Linked DNA regions of Sus scrofa: region 1 is linked to region 2. The links are chromatin contacts, called in public Hi-C maps. All regions are on one chromosome and are shown on one strand. Each heading gives the region's core, a stretch centred on a gene start, on an enhancer-like site or on the middle of the called end of the contact. The rest is flanking DNA. Distances are from core to core; before and after follow the strand shown.

Evidence for each region. Hi-C and Micro-C count contacts between places; a contact is called where the count stands out from the background.
Region 1: a Hi-C map of fetal heart ventricle shows a contact between it and region 2, with 3 times the contacts expected there. The contact joins two enhancer-like sites. A contact is called at or near these places in 4 of 47 Hi-C or Micro-C datasets (embryonic fibroblasts, fetal heart ventricle, heart right ventricle and 1 more).

Annotation. Positions count from the first base shown.
Region 1 is chr6:30,944,286-30,951,438 of Sscrofa11.1, forward strand. No RefSeq gene overlaps it. Among named protein-coding and RNA genes, the nearest start is that of IRX3, 97 kb to the right of the region's middle. Within about 2 kb of position 3,461, at least 2 of the 83 cell types and tissues checked have an H3K27ac peak or open chromatin away from gene starts, as enhancers often do.
Region 2 is chr6:30,868,299-30,875,396 of Sscrofa11.1, forward strand. No RefSeq gene overlaps it. Among named protein-coding and RNA genes, the nearest start is that of IRX3, 170 kb to the right of the region's middle. Within about 2 kb of position 5,798, at least 5 of the 83 cell types and tissues checked have an H3K27ac peak or open chromatin away from gene starts, as enhancers often do.

The sequences.
Region 1 (7,153 bases), core at 2,211-4,710, 74 kb after region 2:
CCAGTCCTGGTTCCTCGCACCTGCAGGGCCCTGCACGGAGCTGCCGCGCCCACCCACAGCCTCCTGCATTAGGCGGCTGCCTGCGAGGACCCACTCATTCCCCCCCCCCGCCCCCGAGAACTGGCACCAGCCCCAGAAGAGGGCACAGCTGTGAAAGAAGCTAATGTTACAGGTAATTTTGGCAATTAAGACGCATGTTCAATTAAATAGATTTATATCGTGTTACTTGGGAGGCCCAGCAATCTGGGGCAAGGCCCAAGTAGACTTAAGCACGGAGAACCCCAAGTTCCAAGCCCAACCCCTCCCCCACCTCTTCTGTCCAAAAATTACTCTCTCACTCCCTGCCCAAGAGCTGGCAGCCAAAAGAGCACTTGACCATGTGGCTTCCTGCCCGATGGCCCCATATGTCTGCACAGAGCTTGGCAACCCATCTGCTATGTGTCCTTTCCTTTGACACTTTAAACCACTTTTTGGGGTCCCCCCATTTTAGAGATGAGGAGACTGAGGCTCAGAGAGCTGGAGAATCTTACCCAAGAATGCACACGCGGTAACTCAAACACAGACGCGATGTTTTACCATCTACAGGTCTCTCCTATATACCAGTATTTAACATTTCTCATCCTATTTTTATTTTATTTTATTTTATTTTATTTTGTTTTATCTGTATGTCAACTGTACCATTAATTAATATTTTGCATCTACTCCCTTGGAAAAACATCTATACATTCCTCTAGGAGGACTATTCAGGAAATTGTGATTTGGATGTATCAGCTCTAAATGTTTGCTTATATGCCCCTGGTGGCTAAGCTCATACTGTGTGCCACCCAAAGTCTCCTGTGTAAGGCCAGGATGCCACCTTTGTGTCTCCTCTTGGACGCGCCTTCTGATACCGTGCTATTTTCTTGGGAAGGGCATCCCTCCTCCTCGGAGGCCGGCCTTCTGGTTGGGAGTTCGGGTGTAAGGGATGCATGAGGTCTGGTGTCAGGCAGATCTGAATTCAAATCCTGACCTTGCCACTTCACTAGCTTTCTGAACTTGGCCAGACTTCTTAGTCTCTCTGAGCCTCAGTTTCCATGTCTATAAAATGGGGCCAATCATCATTGTCTCCTGCAGGGCTGCTGGGGTAACTCAGTGAGATATCGCCCAAGATGAGCCCAGCACTTGGCAGCTCCCCTCGTGATCTGTGATCTTCTCTTCCTGCCTGTAAGAGGCGGGGGCAGAGTTCAAGTGCCTGATCATCTGCAAGGGCCAGGGTTCATAGCTTTGGGGTGATGGTCCCTCCAGGTTAAGCATGGGGAGTCTTTGGGCCATGCTGAGGCTTGGACTCTGACCTCTGCTTGGTTCAACTTTGAGCTCAATCCAGGCGGGAAAAGTAATGACCCAGCCCAGCTGCTTTGTCCACCTCCCCATAACCTGCCCAGTCTACAGGGCAGGCGAGACTGGGAGCTGTGGGTGAGCCCGAGAGAGACACAGGGTCACTGCCCTCCCTGTAGCACCCCACGCAAACAATCCAGAGCACAGCTACCCACTTTGGTGGTGGGCTCCATCTGGGGTTCTTAGGAAGCCAGCACCCCTACATATGCTTAAGAATAGAGTGTGCGGATAGGGCCACGTTATGCTGCTGTTTGTGTCTTTAGACTCTCTTGCCCTTGTGGGCCCCTCCCTACAGTCAATAAAAATATTAAAACTTTGGAGTTCCTGTTCTTAACCTCAGCAGGTTAAGACCCCGACTAGTATCCATGAGGATACAAGTTTGATCCCTGGACTTGCTTAATGGGTTAAGTTGTAGGTAGGTTACACACACAGGGCTCGGATCCGGTATTGCTGTGGCTGTGGCGTAGGCCAGCGGCTGTGGCTCTGATTCAACCCCTAGCCTGGAACTTTCCTATGCCACAAGTGTGGCCCTAAAAAGAAAAAAAAAAAAAAAACTTGAAACTTATTTTACAGCAAAGTTGCTATAAAGACAAATTGAAGTGGAGCTGGAGTAGTTATTGCCTGCTTATTACCACTATTTTCATTTTTTCCCCCTATGGAAAAAGAAACTAACCTGAAAATCTTTTCATGCACCCTTAGACGTAACCTGGACCTAGACATCCTGCCTACCTGAGGGATGAGCTGTCTCAGGGTGCCAGAGCATCAGGCTGACAGCATCCCGGAAGTGATCCCCTCAGGGTTGAGCCCAAAAGGCAAATGCCTGTGGAGAAGAGACTCCCAGCATTGCTCTCAGGTGCTCCTGGGTAACCCCGAGTTTCCCAAACAGTCTCCCCTAGATAGAGGGACCAGAAGGGGCAAATGCCCCACACTCAGTCTAGGGCACAGACCCCAGATTCTGGCTACATCCTCCCGTGTCAAGGATGGAAGGAGAAACCCAGCCAAGGGGAGGAGCTCAGGGGACACGCCAGCCCTAGGGACAAATCCCCTGCACCCAAAGCCAGGATGACCCTCAACAGATTTCCACCCAAGATATTTATATGGCCCCCCAAACCATACCCCCAATACAACTTCAGATGAGCCTTCCACCAGACTAGCTCTGTGCCAGGCTCTCGTGGGATTGCTTTATGCAGAGCTCTTTGTGGAAAAGCAAGTTGCTTCAGCCCAAAGGGGGGATTTGTGACAAGCTTCAGGGTGTTTCGGGGAAACCAAAGGAGGAAAGTATTGCTCCTTTGATACTGGAGCCAGAGAAACATCCAGAGGAGCATCTGTACTTCTATACATTTCATCCTGCTTCCTCTGCCATCTGGTCCAGTGGCAAAATACGGCCACCCCATGACTCCCAAGTCTATGAGTTGCTGTTTAGACACCCTCAGACACCTCTATGCTGTCTCTTTATCTCGAATTTCTCCAGGAGAGAGAAGCTGATTGGCCCGGTTTAGGTCTGGGGTCCTGCCAAGGAGTCAGGAACACCCAGGGTAAATAAACAGCACTTTTGAGTAAATTTGTCCTGTGGATGAAAGAGCAATTTCCATAGAAAGGGGCAGTAGGGGGTCACAATGAACTGGGAAGATGCCTCAGGAGTTCGATCAGGTTTAGTCCATCCATTTGAATCATTCAGTCCATGAGACGCAGAAGGAATGCAAGTTGAGTGGGTAACAAAAATGCATCCAGTGTGCTGGTTGAGTCCCTCTTGGCAAAGCCATTATCAGTGATGTTGCTTGCAATCCCTCAACCAGAGTGTGATATTTACCCCAGAGCTGCCCCTGGGGGCCCGGGCACAAACATGCAACCAGGACCAGCCCGCACATAGCCCTGGGGTGCGGGACCCTTTCCAAGCTGAGGTTGGCTGCCTTCCAGACACCCCTTCCCCGTGAGCCCCTAGGTGGGACGCAGCAAGAGGAGAGCAGATGACGGCTGGGTGGGCCTCAGGCACAGGCTGGAGGTGGTAAGTGCCATCCAGCACTGGGCAGTGGCTGAGCCTTCAAGCCAAGAGAGGCTGCAGCCAACATACCAGCATCCCAGACGCCGAGCAGATGACACCGCTCCTCTGCCATCTCTCCCAGGGAGGCTGCCAAGTCCCCAGGCCCAGCCAGTGCTGACATTTAAAGCAAAGTGTGTGTCAACCATATTAAACATTATACCAAGCTGTGGGTTATTAAGTACAGGGTAAATTGACCACAGCAATTAAACCGAGATTAGGGAGTGATAAAGCCAGAATCCCAGGCCACCAACACTGCAACATACGGAGGCCTGACTATGACAAAGTGTGAAAGCCACATCAGACACTTGGTGACACGGCCCTAGAAGAAAACTCACCCAATCGCCCCAATGCCGCCCTCCCCGTCTTGCCATCTTTGTTCGGGTCTTCTCTTTTCGACAGTCTGAATTGTCAGGAAGATGCAGCTTATACTCATCTTCCAGGAATGACGGGGGACTGCCAGGTAAGGCCAGGGGGACATGTCTTCAATGAGTGTCTGACCTGCTGTGGTTGGATGCTCTCTGCCTCCTCCCAGCCCCTCTGCAGTCTAAATGATACACAGATGTGGGGGTCCGCCCAGAGCACCAGAGGCAGGGAGGGTGGCCGTTCTCACCCCCACTGTAGGCTCCTGGCAGCCTCCGAGCAATACCTGGCGGACCCCACAGCAGGGCCAGCCAGGAAGGTCCAGGTAGGGCCAATCCTGTCCATTATCAAACAGGCAGATTGTAAGGGTGCAGAGAGGGTTTCCTGGCCCTGGGACCCAGACCGTATCTTGAAACAAGCATGCCCTGCCTTTTGAGTCACCCTCTGGGTGACAGAGCAGTGGGCTTGCCAACAGCCTCTTGGCCTGTTCTCCAAGCCTTTGGCCGGCCCCAGACATTTAGATGGTACTTGCCGTGTGTGCGTGTGTGTATGTGTGTGTGTGTGTACACATGTGTGTGCATGTGCGTGTGTGTCTTGGGGCGCGGGGGCGGGGGGGGTGCACAGTGCTGGGGGCAGAGGATCCAGGGAAGGCTTCTCCTCCAGGGCTGAGTCTGAGCCTGGAGCCCTCAGAGAGCTGCCTTTATCCCCCAAGGATTCTCCATGTCCCAGAGCAGACTTAGCTCCAGGAGCCTTGGTGGGTCAAGGCTCAGTGGTCAAGGCCATAGGACATGGAGTCAGACAGACTATAGTTCAAATTCTGGTCCAACCTCTTGCTTGACCTTGGACAAGTGAGTTATCTGCTTCCTCTCAGCCTCAGTTTCCTCATCCATAAAATGGCCCCAAACGGAATCTCTTTGGGTGAGGATGTAAAATACATATCCAAAGTGGGGGACGGATTCCACACCTAGAAGGGTCTCAGCTTGTGATGGTGGTGGATGATAATGACGATGGTTCCAGGAGAACTTGGCATTGAATTCTGTTATGACCCCTGACCACGAAGGTGTGTTTGTGTTCCAGGTTCTCATCTAAAAAAAAAATGTTGCGGGGGGCGGGGGTGGTTCCTTTCATGGTCAGAAGCCTGCTTGGTAAACTCAAGGATCCTTTGCTCTTTGTCTGCTCTACTCTATAACAGAAAGCAGGGAGTGCTCACTGCAGGCTGTCTGTGGTCTCAGACTCCTATAAAAACCAGCTTTTTAAGGAGTCAGTTAGCTGCTAGGAGGCCCTGGGGGAGCCTTGGGGGGGGGGTGAAGAAAGGGAAAACCCAGAGCGCTCTCTTTCTGCCTCGGCCGGATTTCAGGAGAAACTGCATCTTCTCTGTGACTCGGGCTTCCTGCAGGCAGCCAGCCATGGCTGCCTCCACTGGGTGACCCTGGTCCCAGGGCTCCGGAAACTCAGCCTCTGCCCTTTATCCCTCCAGCCTGGAAGGATGAGAGTGGAAGCTGCATCCAGCACCTCCCGATCTCCAAGTTACCATGCCACCCCTTGCTTGGCATCTCTGCTCTTCCTCTGGCTGTAGCTGATTCCTTGCATTCATCCCCCGCTGTTGAAAACACGTGAGAAGTTCATGTCTTCCTGGATGGATCCATTCCCTTCTCTGAAGTGTATTTGTTGCACTCAGAGAGAAGAGGGGCCTGGAGACCGTCTCAGCATTTCGACTTTGAATGGATCTTGTACCAAAAAATATACACTCAAGCTCTAGCGGGGGATGACCTGGGACTATTTGGTGGACCCTGCCACCCCCAAAGCCCAGAGAGTGCTAACACATAGTAGGCATCTTATAAATATGCACTACGTGGAGAAACTAATGATCCAAAGAAAGAGCCTATAGGGAGGCAGCCCCTCCTGAGGGGGAGGGAGTGGCCTGATCCTTGTTGGTTGATGGAGGGAACAGCAAGACCTTTGTCTCAGCTGCTTCTTTCTTAGTAGAAATAACGATGCTGGTGGTTAGACAGTTAAAGAAGCAGATTCCATGGAAGCTCCCAGAAAGGCCAAAATCAACCCCTGGGTGGAGTCAGATAGAGTCAACTGTTTAACAAGCTTTCTGAATCGATGCACCGCACTTGGCAGCCTCAGTTCTTTTTTTTTTTTTTCGGTTTATTGATGTATTGATGAAATCATATCAGAAGGAATGAAAGAAAATAGAAAACACAAGGCCTGTGTGACTGATGCCACTTGCTTCAGACGGGGGCTTTTCAGTAACGTTTTAAATTGCATGGTGTGGCCTTCTGAGTTGCAAAAATAGAATATTACACAGTAGGTCATTTGTGATGTCCTTGTAACTCAACTCAGAAGAAATGCAGACTAATAGCATCCGGAAAATTGTTGCACAAGATTAAAGGAGAGATAACAGAGGCGAATAGGAGTGGATTGTAAGGTGTAGCCTCAGGTCTATGAAACTTCTACCCCGCCCTTGTTTCCTTCCTTCCTTTGCTCCTCGAAGTGGTGGGGGGGGGGGAGTGGTGGGGACACCATCTTGTTTGATTTAATGTATCCCCATAAATTGCCCAAAGTCCTCTGCAGCTGGAGGCAGATCTAAACAAATGAATGTGATGATACCGTAACCCAGAGATACTGTGGGTTGGGGAAATGGTTGAACCCAGTGCACTGGGCCGGTTTGCAAATGGGCCCCTGTGGTTAAGATACCACTGGCCAAGCTTTCTGAGCATTTTTGGGTGCTGAGTGGTCAGGAAGGATGAGGAATCTCTGCCCCAAACTGAGCAGTTTCCAAATTATCAGAGCCTTGGCTCAACCATAAAGAGGTATATATTTGGTTTCCCCAGGAAGGGGGGAGGTGGGGCCCTCAGGCTCTGTCTGGCTCCCCAGCACCCCACTGCCAGGCACAGTGGAGGTGATTTAGAAGGGCTCCAGGTTGCATCTCTACCCTGAGTCACAATTTATCTGCCCTTTGACCTATCCAGAAGCTTCCCGCTCTCAGATAGTGATCATGCTGAAAATCTTCTGATAAACTAATTTATACTAAAGTGTGACTAGTCCCATATGAGCTTAAGGTATTTGCCTGTGAATATGAAAGTTGTCTTACAACCCGGGTCCTTTGAGTTGGACTCAGAGGACTCTAGAACACCACCAGTGGAGATGTAATCTGGGAGATTTCTAGAAAAGGGTTCTTCCCACTGATAGTCTGTTGACTTACCCTCCAAGATTTTTTCCTGATTACAGTTCAGCCACAGCAGGACCTTGAACAAGCTATATCTTCTTCCTGAGGCCCTGCTTTTCCTTCTGTTATTTGAGTGGGTTGAAGAAAATGGCCCTCCTAGGACTTTTGCCTCAAAAGTTGATTCCTTGAATCCAAATTTCTTA
Region 2 (7,098 bases), core at 4,548-7,047:
CAAGCGTTTGCAGACTGCCTACCCCAATCCTTCCTGTTCCTGCCACATCCAAGAGCTGGAGAAGGCTTTGGCCAGGCCATGCTGCACCGGGGCTGGCCAGGCACCGTCCTGGCTATGAACAAGGATGAGACACCAGGGGGACCCATGGGGCACTAGGCCCCATGATGTTCAAAGTCGCTTCTGTTATCCCCCAGTTTAGGTCAAGCAAAGGAGCTCTTGTGAGTAATTCACAGAACGCCTGTACTCGGAGGCATTGCACAATCTCATTACCATTAATTTTTGCATATTTAACTACAGTTTTTAATTAGATGGTATTTTATTATTCATGCACATAATTTGAGTCCAAGTCGGGCTGCTCTCTTGGAAGAAAGGGGAAAAAAAAAAAAGTGGGGGTGGGTGGGTGGAATTCTGGTGTATTGGAAGTTGATCCTGGCATTCCTTCCTGACTGGTGAGCGAGCATGGCAGACCGTACGTCTGTAATGGTTCCCTTTTAATTTTGCTAATAGCTATCATGTTATGTACCTTTATAAATTTGTTAAATTCAGAGGGCTGGGAGTTGTCTCTGTATGCGGTAACTGTAAATAGTTTACTCTGTTTGGTTTGCACAGACAAACTGTTTGCTCAGGCTCCTTGATGTATTATTAAAATGGGTAATGGGCCCCTGGGAAACCATCTAGTTATAGGCCTTCATTTGCAGAATAAACCATGCGTTGTTTTCATCTTTACTCATGATTGTTAATGGCACTGATGATGAGATGGGTGGATTTTTTTTTTTTTTTCCTCCACTGCCTTTATCAGCCCTGTTTTATTATGCAGGCAAAATGGCCAGGCTGCTGATTTTGTCTGAGGTTTTCAATTAGTCATTTGACTGAACACATCTGTGCTGGCATCCACCCAGAGCCGGACTGCAGCTATTACGGGTTTACACCTGCTGAACCATGGCCATAAACGCGGATGAGAATAAACCTACAGTGGCCTTTTAGATATGGTTGAAAAGTTGTAATGTTGCGGTGTTTTATAGCAGTGTCAGGACAGTGAGATCTTCTCCACCTTTCAGGCCCAAGAACCCACCACGAAATTCCACCCCACTCAGATGACTCACTTACGAGTTGGTTATTAATATCGGGTTGCTGTTTTTGCAGCCCCGATGACTTAATCGGCTGACGTGAAGGAGATAAGATTCTATTTGTCCTGCAGTTGGGCATGGTCGGGGTTTAATTGTGTTGGTAAATAGAGTCTGGTGGCTGCTTTGGGGTCTCTGCAGATGCCTCGGAATTATTCCTCAGCCGTTTGGCTCGTGACTCGTACGTCTCCCACCGAAATGAAAGTCGCTTCATGGCAGAGCTGAGGCCTTGGGGCTGAAACGGGAGGTGTGGTAGTACTTTGAATACTCCAAAGAATCGGTCGTTTTTCATGGCGGAGGAAGCCAGGGCAAAATTCTGCAAAATAAAAGGCAATCTCCTCCCTGCTAGGCGCCCATGTATTTTAGGTGAGACATTACTGATTGCTAAATATCTAGAAGGCCTCTTGGCTCGGGATCCCCAAGGATCAGTCAGCCAGGTTGCAGAGAGCAGTTACCAGGTCACTGAGAGAAGGTTCACGGGTGGCCACTGGAGTTCACGGACATCTGCGGAAGCAGCGGCTTTTCTGCTGGATCCCACAGATGCGCTGGGGGCTGGAATAAAACATTGCCCTCACAGTGGGAAAATCTGGAACAAGGTTTCAGACTTTCAGGATGACAAAAGATATTGGCTTGGTAGCCAGAATGGAAGTGCTGGCCATGACACCATCTCTGTCCCCGAGGGATTAAGCTTTTGTTAGTCTCACTGTGGCCATGTCAGTATGAGGCCACTACATTTTACCCCTCGTAAGCATCTGTGCCACTGGGCCGAACCCCTAACACCTGGTTGCTACGGAAAGATCCTGCTACTTTATGACCCATTCCTCTCTCTCACCGTTTTCCTGACTAGGACTTGGTTTCATACCAGCTAAGTTCATTTCTCTGAGGTTTATTCTTTATTGTGTGTTTGTTCTACTTTTCCGGTGAACTCTGAGCCATAGCTAATCACCATCATCTCATCCCATCCCAAACGTACTGAGACTTCATAGCAAATGCTGTGCCACAAACACTAGGTAACACATAGGATTCTAGGAGATTTCCTTGCATTCATACTTTAAACCTTCCTAACAGCCCTATGAGTGAGGTGCTATTATTGCCACTCCCATTTCAGAGATGGGGAAACTAAGGCACAAAGAGATCAAGAAGATTGCTGAACATTGCTCTGTGAGTAAAGGAAGGAGCCAAGAATTGGGGCAGGCAGTCTGGGCCAGAAGCTATGTTTCTTAATAGCCACTATGCTACACAGTCACTAAGCGTTAGAAAGGTTTCTCAAGCTATGGGTTTGAAATATCAAGCCTAGATCTTCTTGCTGGAAAAGTACCATGGGTGGTTCGAACTGCCTTTTTTCACCCATACCCCTTATTGGTAGATAGTTAGATTGTCCCAGTTTTTCCAGTGTTCTAGGAACGTCTTTTGCATCTCCTTGGGCACATACGGACAGATTTAGGAGTGCATTTGCTAGGTCATGCACACTTGAATTTTCACTAGACATTGCCAAATCACCCTCCATGATGGTTGAACCAACTGGCACACCTCCCCGCTGTGTGTGGGCAGAACTCTTTCCCCACACCCTTGCCGGCATTTTGATATTATCAAAGTCTTTTAGTTTTGTCAGTCCGAATGCACTTGCCAAGGCTGACATTCTCAGCTATTTGTGAAAACTGAACCTTTGGATTTGCTATTTGTGAAGTTAAGCCGTTTCTTAGCCCCTCTATCCTCACTCCCACCTTGGCATCCAAAAAAATCAAGATGCTCTATGTTCTTTCAAATACAAGACCCCAAGTTTTTTCTCCTCTGGTTGTATAGATGCAATATCTGAATAATTAGTTGTATAGCAGCATTTTTCAGCCTCAAAACTTCACCAGTAGCAATTTGAGTTGGGAAGCAGTGTGATAGTTAAATGTGTAGGCTCTGAGAGTTCCCTGCCTAGCTCAGAGGTTCATGAACCCGACTCGGAACCATGAGGATGCGGGTTTGATCCCTGGCCTCACTCAACGGGTCAAGGATCTGGTGTTGCTGTGAGCTGTGGTGTAGGTCACAGACACGACTCTGATCTCAAGTCATTGTGGCTGTGGTGTAGGCCTGCAACTGTAGCTCCAAGTCGACCCCTAGCCTGGGAACCTCTATATGCCATGGGTGTGGCCCCAACAAGAAAAAAAAAAAAATGTGTAGGCTCTGGGCTTATGCCACCTGGGGTCAAATGACGTAATTTACTGCTTCCTACCTGTGGGATCTTGGTGAGTGATCCTTCCTACGTAAAATGGGAACGGTCATAACACCGCCCCCTAAAGTTGTTGCAAAGACTAAATTTAAATAAAATATGTGTAGTAAATGTTGTTTATAGTAAGTGTTGTTATGTCCATTATAAACTCTCTGCTTTATAGTAAGTGTTGTTGTGTCCATTATAAACTTTATACAACAAATGGACTTAATAGTCTAGTGAACAGAGAATGTATTTCTATCTCTATCTCTGGTTTGAGATCTTTATTTTTGGCTGCGCCCACAGTATGCAAAAGTTTCCAGGCCAGGGATCAAACCAGAACCACAGCAGCGACAACACTGAATCCTTAACTGCTAGGCCAGCAAGGAGCTCCCAAGCTATTTAAAACAGCATCTTTTTAAAGACTGCAGCATTTGAAATGGTAGGAACTGTTAGAGTTGTTGAACTCAACCCTTTGCAATAGCCACAGTGACTTGAAGACAGGCGCCATGACTTTTTCCAGTCCCCAGGGTCCAATCCAGTGCTTGGCACCTAGTGGGTATTCAGTAAATGCTGGCTAGATGGGTGGACAGACAGACACAACATGGCTCATTGGCCTCAGAAGGCAAAAATCTGTATTTGTTCAAAAAGCAAGTGCCCGGGCCCCATGCGTGACTCACTGGATCAGAATCTCTTGGGTAGAGCCCTGGACTCTGCATTTGACCAGCTTCCTCCATGATTTTGATAAAATCAAGTCTTGGGTTTAAGACTGGAGATAACCCTGGCTCTGCAGAAAATGATTTCCAGCATGATTCCTTCCCCGGCGTTGGTATTTGATAAACATTGTGGGTTGAGTGAATTAAACATCTCAGGTGGTAAATATAGGATTTTCACACTCACTGGTGATGGAGGCTCTTTAGATCCTTCCAGCTGCGGTTCCCGTGATGCAAGTCTCAGAGCCCATATCCCAATGCCAAGCTGGGCTCACCAGAGGGAAGGCCAAGGTCCCCTGTGGCAAGTTCACATCTCCTACTGTCCCTCCAGCCAGCCTCAGGCCATCTGCTATCACCCAAAGCTCTGAAATGACTTCCTGCCAATACCTGGGACCTCCAAATTTCACAGATACTGTTAAGCAGGCTCTAGAGTGAATTGTTTAGAGCTCAAGGTCAAGCTCATTTCAGCAGCTGTCCCATCACGTCCCCTGTCCTCACCAGACCCCCTAGATGGCAGACTGCAGTCTGTCTGAAGCTCAGGGTGGTTCCTCCCTCCTTGGCTGCATCCTTCTCTGCCCATCACTTTCTCCCTGGACTAAAGGCCCTGCCACCTCTGGCTTGGTTTGCATCCTTGGCATAACTCCTGCTCCTCCTTCTCCCTCTCCCCACCCTGAACCAATGCCCCTAGCTCCCCTCTGCAGACACTGCCATATCTTTGGGATTTTGAGTTCTTAAGAACTGCATCCCAGAGTAGGTCATTCCAATAAAAGGAGCAGAGTCCTCAGAAGTACAAGGCTCCACACACACTTAAGGGGTAATATTGGCCTAGCTGCCTTAATTTTTTTGAAATCACCATTTTGCTTAATACACATTTTCATTGTTGGAAGATCCAGTCCTTTCTTGAAGCTGTTTTTAAAATATTGAGGATTTCTGGATTGTGTTCAAATGAATATCAAATGCATGTTTCCAACAGTAGCTGGCAGTGGTAGAGCCCTTTCTAGCTCTAGGCAGAGCGGGGAGCGGTGGGTACATGCTAATGCCACTGGCTCTTCTACAAAAAAACAAAAAAAAACCCCAAAGGGTCCATACAGAGAGCAAACCCATTTTACAGAGGAAGAAAGTGAGGAAGAGAGTGATGCAATAATTGTTCAGTGTACGATAGCTAATAGGGAGCTGAGTTGGGTTCAAACCCACACGTCCTGGCTCCGTGCACCACAGGTGACAGTGGAAGGCACCAGCTGTCACATCCTCGCATGCCCTCGTGACCTTCTTTCCAAGGTAAACATGCCCAGAGCAGCAGAGACACAAACAGGGCCAGCCTTGCTGGGGAGGGAGGCCAGACCAGTTAGACTGGCCCAGGGAGAAAAATTCCCAGGCCAGTCACCACTGCAGTGACGGTGACTACAGGGACAGCAGATGGCCTCATGGAGAGGTCATTTTAGGCCCGCAGCCGCCCCTTCCTCCAGGTGTGGTCTGCGTCACGGCTCTCCATATGGCCTCGCAATACGCTCAGGTCCCCACATTGGGCTGCGAACACTGGGGTCCGGCGAGCCTTCTTCTCCCCGTGTGGCCATCCGGAGGTGCAGTCCTAGCACATGAAAGCAGGGGGCCCAACAAAGGGAAAGTGAAATTTCCCTTGAGCTATTTGCCCTGGCTGACTAACCCGAACCTTCCTTCTCAGGATGAAGAACAGCTCTGATGCTCTGATGTTGAAAGCATCAAAGGCTGATCCCCTCAGCTGAGCGGTGACACACAGTTGCTTGGCAGCGAGGCCTCTGGAGCTCCCACCCGCATGGTTTCCGAAGCCCAGACCTCCGACTCCACCCCTCGTCATTAGCTGCCAAGATGCCTCGATGTAGACAGCGGCTATCGGGGCTGCTTCCATCCGGCCCTCTGCCTCCCCTGCGGACCATGGTACCGCCCTCTGACCCTGTCACCTCTGACTAAAGAGGACACAGACTCTGGCCTTTCCTAACACCCCTGCACTAGCCATCAAGTTCAAAGCCCATGGAAGGAGAGCCTGGAGAAATACAGATCAGCTTCCAGAAGACTGGATTACATGGTTTCTTGAAAAAAAATTTTTTTCAACAGTTTCATCTTTTTTTTTTTTTCCTAAGGGCAAAAAATGATCCATGTTCACTGTTGACATTTCAACAATTCAGAAAAGTCTAAAGAAGAAGGGAGAGATGGCCGCAGAGCCACCATGAAAATAATCCCACTGTTACCTTCTGCTGACAATGGGCAGCTTAATGACCAAGAAGCCTGATGCGAACACTTAGCCTAACCTGCACCCCCTCTTTAGGTGGTCCCGTGATTTTCACCTTGCCCTCTCAGCGCCTTCCTAAGGCATCTCTCCTGATAAGCCATACATTCTGAACCTCTTCCAAAATTTCCCTTAAAATGCAAAGGGAAATGCCAAATGCATTTCAAGCTCTGCTTTTAAGCTAAATTGAATACTGAAAAGGTGGCTGGGAACCAACTTCGGACAGCCCCAAGCAGCTTTGTGGAACGAACGCCTACAGTTCGCCTAAAGCATAAGCATGACCACCACCACCACCCCCCCGCCTTCGTTTTTAGAAATTAATAAAGCTTTTCCAACACGCCCTTCGCCATTCCTAAGAGCGAAGAGTCAAATCACGGTTTTTATTCCCAGCTCACCACGTCAAGTAAATAGAAGCTTACAGGAGAGACCAGGAGACGATAAGCAATTCCCACTGCAGAGAATTCTTAATATATAAATTCATCTGGCAGCCGTTTAGTATCAACTGGCAAAACCAGGAACAATGGGAAGCAGCCAGGCCTGGCTCTGACGAGGTCAACCATCAAGGTTATCTATATTCAATTACTGGTATCTACAAACTTGCATAGCTGTCAGCTGGTCAGAGCCCCAATGAAAACTCACCATGCACTCAGAAAGCAAATATAGTTTCCGAGGAGAGCCTCAAATTAGCTCTGTGAATGACTTGGCTTCAAACGCGCAGAAGCCATCATCAGCCTTTGGGGACATTTCTGCCAGCAGCGCCTCAATGTCTAAATTTGGGCATCATCTTATAAATCTACGTTC